Regions from separate parts of the Sus scrofa genome. Here regions 1 and 2 are each linked to region 3. Evidence: chromatin contacts called from public HiChIP or PLAC-seq data. All regions are on one chromosome and are shown on one strand. Each heading gives the region's core, a stretch centred on a gene start, on an enhancer-like site or on the middle of the called end of the contact. The rest is flanking DNA. Distances are from core to core; before and after follow the strand shown. Region 1 holds the start of ALAD (delta-aminolevulinic acid dehydratase). Region 2 holds the start of HDHD3 (haloacid dehalogenase-like hydrolase domain-containing protein 3). Region 3 holds the start of SLC31A1 (high-affinity copper uptake protein).

Region 1 (3,249 bases), core at 602-3,101, 160 kb after region 3:
GCTATGGCAGGCTCTGCCACTAGCAGGGGAGGAGGCAGTCAGGAGGGCCAGGAGGGAGAAGGTGGCCAGAACTGAGAAATCCAAAGTCCCAGAAAGGCCCAGGACAGCAGGTGTCAGGCAGTTCTGAAACGGGACTGACCAGCTGCCTATTGATTCAGCCTGCATTTTCTGAATGTCTACTCTGGGCCTAACCGGTGCTAGAAACAGAAATAAAAGAGAAGAATGAGACCCAGGCCTTGCCTTGCCTTTGAAGAGCCCAGTCTCGTCTGGGCTTAGCCATTAGGAGAATTTGGAGAATTTGCCAATTCCAAAAATCCCAGAACATGCTGGTTAGGAGGGTTCATAAAGCTTGCTGATTGCATCATTGAAATGAACACTATTGGCATGATGGGGAACTGGGCTCAGAGAGGGGCAGGCATTTGGGCCAAGATTGTGCAGGGGCCAATGGCAGATCTGGGGCTAGAATCCAGGTCTCTGGCAGTGAGGTCATCAGTGTCCACCATTACCCCTTGATTTTTTTTTTTTTTTTGGTCTTTTTGCCATTTCTTGGGCCGCTCCCGTGGCATATGGAGGTTCCCAGGTTAGGGGTCTAATCGGAGCTGTAGTCTCCGGCCTACGCCAGAGTCACATCAACGGGGGAGCCGAGCCGCGTCTGCAACCTACACCCCAGCTCATGGCAACGCCGGATCGTTAACCCACTAAGCAAGGGCAGGGACCGAACCCACAACCTCATGGTTCCTAGTCGGATTCGTTAACCACTGCGCCACGACGGGAACTCCCCTTTGATATTTTAAGTATAGATTTCTTTCTTTCTTTTTAGGGCTGCAGCTGAAGCGTATGGAAGTTCCCAGGCTAGGGGTGGAATCAGAGTTGCAGCTGCCAGCCTATGCCACAGCCACAACAATGCTAGATCCAAGCCAGATCCAAGGGGAATCTGTGACCTATATCGCAGCTTGCAGGAAGGCTGGATCCTTAACTCACTGGGCAAAGGCAGGGATCAAACCCACATCCTCAGGGATACCAGCTGGATTCTTAAAACACGGAATCAAAAGGAACTCCTAAGTATAGATTTCAAAGCTGCTCATCAGCAGAGGTGGACTCCTGGAGAGCTCTTGGTGAAAGAGGTTGGGAGGGAAGAGGTAGAAAGGCAACTCTGGACCTGGTTGCAGCTAGCAGCAAGATGGTTAGGCTTGTGGATTTTGGAGTCTCTACACGTGGGTTCAAATCCTGGTTCTGTCACTTTTCAGCTGTGTGACTTCAGTCCCCTCATCTGGCCAATAAGGGCTTGAACTGAGCTTGATGGGCTGTTGTAAGACTGAATGGGCCAATGCATGCACCGTACATACAAGGCTAGCACAGAGTGGCTGTTATTGCTTGCACCTCCCTCCCCCATACTGCTAGGCACCGCGGGCTCTGCACTGATGGAGACTACCCCAGCGATCTCCGAGGGAATGGAGCCCAGAGAGGAGACTCGGAGTCTCCAAGAACTACAGCCCCGAGTCTCCAAGGACTACAGCCACGCGGAGACCCCAACCCCGCTGCAGCGGGACATCTAACTCTAAGAACCCAAACAGGGGTCCCACAATGACTCCGTCTCCAGCGACATCGCCGGCGCTCCTTGGAGTACAGCACGATCTGGGTCTGGGGATACAAGACTCTTGGTGCCAGAGCCCCCGCGTCCAAGTCTGCCAACTCCCGGAGTCTGGCCCCCACTCACCGGCTTTCGTAAGGAATCCACGCCGCTACTCCCGCCACCACAGTCGCGAGCTCTGGTCTCTTGGGCCCACGCGGGGGCGGGGCAGCTCACCCGGAAGCAGCGCCCCCCTCTCACAGCCCGCCCCCGACAGGTTGCAGGCCACGCCCCCTGCGGGTGCTTTGCCTGAGGGCTGGTCAGCTCCAGCTACAGCCCCGCCCACGCACGGCGGCAGACCTGGCCAATCGGGTGCGCTGAAGGGCTGGAGGGCCCGCCCCTCCCCTCAGCGAGGTCCGCGCCTGTGCAGGGAAGACCGCCAGGGCGCCCACTTGGACAGTGCTGCAGCACTGCGAGAGGGGCGTTGCGTGTGAGCAGGCGTGGGAGGCAGCTACAGCTTTGCGGTTCTCTTTACAGCTTTTCTCTTCCCAGCCCAGCACGTTTGGCGCTGATTGTTGAAAGAATAATTAGATCTCAAGGATTTTAAACAACACCGTAATACCTAACACAATAGCTAAGTCCTTTTTTGCGGACTGAGCATTTTAAATTAGTTAAGCACCAGGCTGGCTTCCAAGTTTTCAGACAAAATTTATTCCAGCGTAATTTCTCAGGACCTACTCTTGTGCCATAGTTTCAGAGCTGTGATGTGAAAGACATGGGTACTTTGGAAAGGCTCCAAGTCTGATAGGAGCATCAGACCTGTCTGTCCGTGACGGGTACAAAGAAAGATTTGCCCGCAAGTCCGGGGGCGGGGCGGGGGTGGAGGTAAAATGCTGCAGGGTATGTGCAAGGGTGGGAAGGATCTGGTGACGCTTATGGGGCTTAGGTGAACTGGTGGGATCAGATGAGTGAAATAGGGGTCGGGGTCAATATACCCTAGCAAAGGAATTCCTTTATAAAGGTGAGACAGGGATTATTGAAAAGTTGACTTTGAACTGTGAAGGATGCCAGTGGGTTGTACTATATTTATTCTCAGATCTTATTTCTCAAAATCTGTATCCCAAACCTGTTTTATGCATCTTTCTATTACAAGTCCAAGAGGCTTAATGCTGGGGAAATACGACACTGCTTAGTTCCTTGCTACAAGTTCTGATCTGCGTTCAAATAAGGAAGGTGGTGGAAAGAAGGCTGTGCATTAAAGAGTCAGGGACAGTCCCATACATTTTACATTCACTTACCTAATTTGATAATTCTGTTACAATCCTCATTTTATAGACTGGGAAAACAATTGCCAGGAGATTAATTTGCCCCATGTCACACTGGGCTTTCTCTTCAACTCCTGCTATCCATACTCCTTCAACTCATAGAGGTAATTACTATTTATTACCCCCCCACCTCAAGTTTAGATCCGCTGCCTGTTTCTTTCATGACACCTGTTCCATCTCTGACTTTATTGATAACTAGAAATAATTAGGACCAGAGTTCCCTGGTGGCCTAACAGTTAAGGATTTGACACTACCACTGCTGTGCTTCAGGGGTTCGATCCCTAGCCAGGGAACTTAAGCATGCCACGATCACGGTGGAAAAAAAAAAATTAGGACCATCTATTACCTCTAAGA
Region 2 (3,001 bases), core at 410-2,909, 140 kb after region 3:
ACGGGAACTCCGTTGGATTTTTTTTAAAATCTGATTTTGGTGAACCTGTACAGCACAGGACAAAAGGGAGGGCAGAGCAGCCTGGTCCTTCTTCTTCTTTGTTTTTCCCTCTCTATGGCCACACCTTCAGCACATGGAAGTTCCCAGGCCAGGGGTCAAATTGGTGGGGCCTATGCCACAGCTTTGCAGCAATGCTGGATCCTTAACCAGAGGCCGGGGATGGAACTCGCATCTTCCTGGATACTAGTCGGGTTCTTAACCCTCTCAACCACATCCTAGAGGTCCTGGTCTTCCCTGTCTTAAAGCCTCTCTGAGCCCCAGGTGATGATGCCTGCCTGGGTGGAGAACCAGTGAAAGGATTACTGACTGCAGAGAAAACAAATTCTTTAACCCAACGTCTAGAGGGTGGAAGCAGCTTCTGGTCCCAGACAGAGCAGATTCCAGACACCCAACCTGTTCAGCTGTAACCTGAGGGGCCAGAGTTCAGAAGGCAGCCCAGCTGCTGCTGAGGGACAATCATGGCTGGTGAACCTGGGGACAGGCCTTAGAGGAGGTTTGTCAGGAAATGAATTTAAGTCAGTCTGGAACTTAGGGACACCCGTCCAAAGATGCCCTCCCTTTGCAGGTGGGTAGGTGGAGGCCCAGTGAGGGGCGGAAATTCGCCCCAAGTCACGCGGGGAGCCATTGGCGCTGCTAAAACTAGAACAAAGGGCCCACAGCATTTTCCTCAGTTTCTGGAGGGGAATTTAGGGACTTTGGCCGCAGGCCTGAATTGCTCACCCTCCCTCCCCACCTCCAGGGCTCGGAGGTGGCAAAGTCCGGGTAGCCCGCGGCTAGAGAAGTATCTCTACGACCTCTGCCAAAAGCAGCGAGACCTGCGGCGCCAGTCCCTGGGGCCCACGACTCACCCGCCTCGCCGAGAAGCCAGTCAAGAAAGAAACCGCAGCCGCACAGCCACTGGGGAAAAGATGAAGACGCCCCTTTCTCCCAGATCCCAGGCCTCCGCTTGCCCCTCCGCCTCGCCCCGCCCCGCCGCCTCGCCCCGCCCCGCCCCCGCCCCGCCCTCCGCCTCGCCCCGCCCCGCCCCTCCACCTCGCCCCGCCCCTCCGCCTCGCCCCGCCCCGCCCCTCCGCCTCGCCCCGCCCCGCCCCTCCGCCTCGCCCGCCCCGCCCCTCCGCCTCGCTCCGCCCCGCCCCGCCCGCCCCCGCCCGCCCCGCCCCGCCCCGCCCCGCCCCTCCGCCTCGCCCCGCCCCTCCGCCTCGCCCCGCCCCTCCGCCTCGCCCCGCCCCCCCGCCCCCCCATGTCCTTTCTGCTCCCTCTCGCCGTACCCTCACCTCCTGAGACCCTGCGCCTTTGTCACGTGCCCTCACCGCGGGCCTCTGCCCTCCGTGTCCCTTCTGTGACCCTCCCTACCCCTTCGTCAGACACCACGCGATCTCAGTCCCTCTTGCGCCCCCTTCCGTCCCGTACTCCGCCTTTCACCATTACTTTGCACCCCTTGTGCCCTCTTTGCGGGCCCCTGCCCACCCTGCCCTCGCAGCCCCTCACTTTTTTATCCCCTTTCTGTGCTCTCTCTGCCTGCCTTCCTCCTCCCCAAGACCTTTCCGCCTCCCTTGGATCTGGACGCCTCCTGGGAGGTGCCCAGGCTGACTTGGGAAGAAGGGATTTGGGTTTGGATCTGGCTTGCTTTGTGTTGGGTAACCACCTCCCCCTCACTGGGCTCGGGCCTGGGAGGAAACGCAAAGTTCAGTCACAGACCTTTGGCCGGCAAGGGAGAGCCCACGGCTCCAGACATTTCTTTGAGTAACTTTTTCAGCAGAGAAAAAGGGGCCTTGCATGTCACACAAAAGCCAATGACAGGTCCTGCTGTTTTGAAACAAGCTTCTTTGTAATTTACCGGTTCAAAAATGGGTCCACTTCATGGGTATAGTTTCCTCCATATGTCAGATGACCAAAATTCCGAGAGGGTTTTATCCCTTGATCTATCTTATGTGGACTCTGGCCTGGTAATTGCTTCTGGAGACACCTGACCATGTCACAACACTGGCTGCTAGCTAGCTTTGGTTATTTCTCTTTGAGAAATCAAGTTTCTTATGGGGCTTTTTCCTTGAGATTCTCATTCAAGGGAACTAAGTAAACCCAAGCTGGGCCCACAAGACACACATCTGTCTCTCTCTCTCTCCAAAATTTCATTTACTAATTTTTTTTGTCTTTTTGTCTTTTTAGGGCTGCAGCCATGGCATATGGAGGTTCCCAGGCAAGGGGTCAAATAGAAGCTACAGCTGCCTGCCTCCACCAGAGCCACAGCAATGCCAGATCCAAGCTGCGTCTTCGACCTATACCACAGCTCACGGCAACACCGGATCTTTTTTTTTTTTTTGCCTTTTTGTCTTTTTAGGGCCGCACCTTAAGCACATGGAAATTCCTAGGCTTGGGGTCCAATCGGAGCTGTAGCCGCCGGCGTACACCACAGCCACAGCAACGCCAGATCCGAGCCATGTCTGTGACCTGCATCACAGCTCACCGCAATGTCGGATCCTTAACCCACTGAATGAAACCAGGGATCGAACGCATGTCCTCATGGATGCTGAATTCATTAACTGCTGAGTCACGACGGGAATTCCTCATTTACTTATTTTTAAACTTTTATTAAAACCATACATAGGGAAAAGTGCAAGGAAGTGTACTTGTCCTTGGATTTTTACAAAGTGGACATATCTATGCAATCTGTGCAAAGACCAAGAAAAAGAACATCTCTAGAACTCTGGTGCCCTGTCTCCTGGTCACTTACTCCCATGAAGGGGAACCACTATCCTGACTTCTAAATGCATGGTTATATTGGAGTTACCGTCGTGGTGCAGTGGTTAGCGAATTCGACTAGGAACCATGAGGTTTCGGGTTCGATCCCTGACCTTGCTCAGTGGGTTAAGGATCTGGCGTTGCCGTGAGCTGTGGTGTAGGTTGAAGACACAGCTTGGATCCCACGTTGCTGTGGCTGTGG
Region 3 (3,348 bases), core at 556-3,055:
AGAACTCAAAATGGAACTGTAGTGGCTGTAGGCTACCCTAAGTGAGGGTAGGGGTGGAACGGGAAGGTGAGAATGAAAAGAGGACTTAGGATGGCTAATGTAGAGGGGTCATAGTATAAGTCTAAATATCCTTATTAAGACCAAAAGAGACCATTAATCATTTCATGATTAATCTTTTTTTTTTTTTTTTTTTTTTTTTTTGTCTTTTTCCCACACCCTGCAGCATATGGAAGTTCCCAGGCTAGGGGTCAGTTGAAGCTGCAACTGCCGGCCTACACCAGTCACAGCAACCTGGGACCTGAGCCACATCCACAGCTCACAGCAATGCCAGATCCTTAACCCACTGAGCGGGAAAGAGATGGAACCCGGGTTCTCATGGATGCTAGTCGGGTTCCTTACTGCTGAGCCACAATGGGAACTCCCAACCATATATTGAACATACCCCCAGGACCAGAAGGAAGCTGAGAGCAGGCAGAGCAGCTTAATCATCTTGTAACCTAACCCCTAAGCGTTTAGTAGAACAAGAAGTATATACTGGTGCATTCATCACTCTCCAATACCTTCTTAAATTGGCTAGATATATTCAAAGACAGGCTCTGCAAGGATCAGAACTTGACAGCTCACAAGTCTGAAAGTAGTCAAGCTGTCTACTGACATGAAAGAAAGGAGAAAATGCTTAAGTAATTACTGGAAGAGACAAAGTCCTGCCACTTGAAGACCTGTACCCCAGCCTGGTATATATAATGGCTGGGGACAGAGAACAGCAATTGCAGTTTATTACATTGGTTTTAAGGTTTAGAATGCAATTTCACACCTCTTATACACTCAATAAGCACCCCCTGTGAAAGGGGCTGTGCTGAGCACTGGACAGAGATGGACAACGTGAGCAGGCCTTGTCCTATCAGGGCTCATACTCTAGTCGGTTCGGTGTGCAAAGATGAAGGCAGACACACGTGGGACCGTGGGGAAGGGAAAGCAACAAAAAGCTGACATCCAAGCTAGGTCTTGAAGAATGCTGAAGCTGACCCGCCAGCTCCAATTTTGAAGTGCCACCGCCTTATCTACGGAAAAAAAGTCTCATATCGGCCTCAGGTGAGGCATAAAAACTCTGAGACGGGTATTTTCATTAACAATCACCCCCACTTCACGGGAGAAACTGTGACCCCGAAAGGAAAAAGCGAACCCGACGGTCGCCTTCAGGGAGATGCCAGGTCCAGAATCCCGGTGGACAGACTCAGCAGTTTCGCGCTCCGTCGGGACTGAGACCTGTGGAGCACCGAAATGCGGCAAGCGTCTGGACCCGGAAGTTGGGAAGAGATCTGATAAGAGAGAGACCCCTCCAACCGTGCGCCAGGCTCTCTCAGCCACGCCCTCTGTCCCACGCTTTTGTCACTCACCCGCCGCTAGGCGAGAGGAAGTCGGTGTCGTCTTCGTCGCTCGCACCGAACATCTCGCTGGCTTTCGCCCCGCTGTAGGGAGGAGGTCGGCGAATTTCCAGGGCCTTTCACCGCCGACGTCGTAAATTGCCGCAGGGGCGTGCTGCTTTCCGGCAGGACGAACTCTCGGTTACTCTTGCCAGCAAGATTAGGTTATTGAGGAGGTGGAGCAAAGGCAAAGGAGGGGACCAGGCGTGGGAGGCACGCCGCGTGACGTAAAGCTTCTCGCTCACTCAGAGGCGGCTTGATCCGCGGACGCTCCGAAATCCCGTGCGGCAATTGGCCGGCGAGACAAGAGGCGGGGTAGGGGCGGGATAAGGGCGGGAATCGGCACTTAAGTGGAGGTCTTGTACACGTCGAGCCGTCAGAAGTGCAGGGGTCTTCTGAAGAGTCTTGACAGAGAAGCGGATCGAGGCTCTGAGAGGGAAGCGTCGGTGGCGGCACTCGATCTGGGGAGGTAAGGCCTTTTTCGCCCTTCTTGCAACATTTGGCAGCACGAGCACACAGTCCTTCCCCCTCTAGGGCAAGGACCTTCGCGCCACTCTGCTCAGCTCCGCGAAAGGGCCTGGGGACTGGATCTGAAAACCAGAGCTTTCGGCCAGGCCCGTAAGAGTGACTTAGCTGGAGTGACCTTGGGGCAGGGTGTTCTGTGACTCAGTTTCCCCGTCTGTAAAATGGGGGACCTGATTGCCCCTACCGCTTAGTACCCTGTGGCTGACCTCGCTGTTTATTCAACGGATTGTTTATCCAGTGCTTCCGTGTGTTGGCTGGATTGGTCATCAAATTCAATCGCAGTCTCATAATCCCAGAATTTATAGGTAAGGTAAGGGAGGAACTAAGCCCTTGGCTGACTAGTGGACTATTCCGAGGTCACACAGAGTAAAGGGCAGGCTGGGGCTAGATGCTTGGTGTCTAGACCTTATCAGGGCTGAAGCACTGGGTTCGCGTTCGGAGTGTTTATTGCTACACTGTGGCATGCTTTTGGAGAGAAGTCCTCTCCCTAGAGTAGACCTAGCAGGAGAGCTAGAACACAATGGAGATGGGTGATGGAAAGGAGGAAACTTCAAAATCTGAAGATCCTCAGCCACAACCTTGGTCTGGGTTTTGCTTAGTTTCTTGCCACAGACTTAACATCAGTTCCCTGCCTCCAGTTTCCACCCTCTCTGTATATCATAACCATTTCTTATATATGTTAACCTAGTGTAACTCCTGGAACAATCTCCAGGTAGGCCTGGCTTAGCTAAGGTGTGGATAAGCAGATAATAACCCTTTGTAGGACCCATTGATCTCCTCAGGGCTTCTCTCAATGAGAGTAGTATAAGTGTGCCTTACCTGAATGTTTTAGTAATCTGTTGCATGAAATAGAGGTGAAGTGACTTCCCCTCCCAGAGACTTCATAACCTCTTGGCACTTTCCTGGTTCTACTTTTGTTGTAGTTTTGTGTGCTTCTACTAAATTGTAAGCTCAAGGATGGTTACTTTATTCATCTTGGTGACTCCTGTGTCACAGAGCACTGCCTTATTGCCCATAATGGGTTCTCAGTAATTCTTTTTTGCTCTTTTCTAGGGTATATGGAGATTCCCAGGCTAGGGGTCTAATCAGAGCTGTAGCTGCTGGCCTATGCCAGAGCCACAGCAACACTGGATCCGAACCATGTCTGCGACCTCCACCACAGCTCAGAGCAACACCGGATCCTTAACCCACTGAGTGAGGCCAGGGATCAAACCCTCAACCTCATGGTTCCTAGTGGGATTCGTTAACCACTGAGCCACGATGGGAACTCCAAGGGTTCTCATTCTTTGTTAGCATCCATGAGGACATGGGTTTGGTCCCTGGCCTTGCTCAGTGGGTTAAGGATCTGGCATTGCTGTGAGCTGTGGTGTAGGTATCAGCTCAGATCCCAGGTTGCTGT

Evidence for each region. HiChIP or PLAC-seq counts read pairs in DNA pulled down with a chosen protein or histone mark.
Region 1: an H3K27ac HiChIP or PLAC-seq map of alveolar macrophages shows a contact between it and region 3. The contact joins the promoter of ALAD here to the promoter of SLC31A1 in region 3. A contact is called at or near these places in 2 of 5 promoter capture datasets (fetal liver and liver), 4 of 47 Hi-C or Micro-C datasets (heart right ventricle, liver and skeletal muscle) and 1 of 2 datasets of contacts at active chromatin or transcription factors (alveolar macrophages).
Region 2: a contact with region 3 is called in an H3K27ac HiChIP or PLAC-seq map of alveolar macrophages. The contact joins the promoter of HDHD3 here to the promoter of SLC31A1 in region 3. A contact is called at or near these places in 3 of 47 Hi-C or Micro-C datasets (heart right ventricle, liver and skeletal muscle) and 1 of 2 datasets of contacts at active chromatin or transcription factors (alveolar macrophages).

What each region holds. Positions count from the first base shown.
Region 1 is chr1:254,025,733-254,028,981 of Sscrofa11.1, forward strand. ALAD (delta-aminolevulinic acid dehydratase) reads right to left here and starts at 1,852. Exons shown (of 13, transcript XM_021067765.1): 1 at 1,718-1,852.
Region 2 is chr1:254,008,145-254,011,145 of Sscrofa11.1, forward strand. HDHD3 (haloacid dehalogenase-like hydrolase domain-containing protein 3) reads right to left here and starts at 1,660. Exons shown (of 3, transcript XM_021067749.1): 1 at 1,549-1,660; 2 at 909-957.
Region 3 is chr1:253,866,584-253,869,931 of Sscrofa11.1, forward strand. SLC31A1 (high-affinity copper uptake protein) reads left to right here and starts at 1,806. Exons shown (of 5, transcript NM_214100.3): 1 at 1,806-1,893. It overlaps FKBP15 (FK506-binding protein 15), which reads right to left and starts at 1,602. Exons shown (of 30, transcript XM_021067627.1): 1 at 1,398-1,602. The coding sequence starts at 1,450.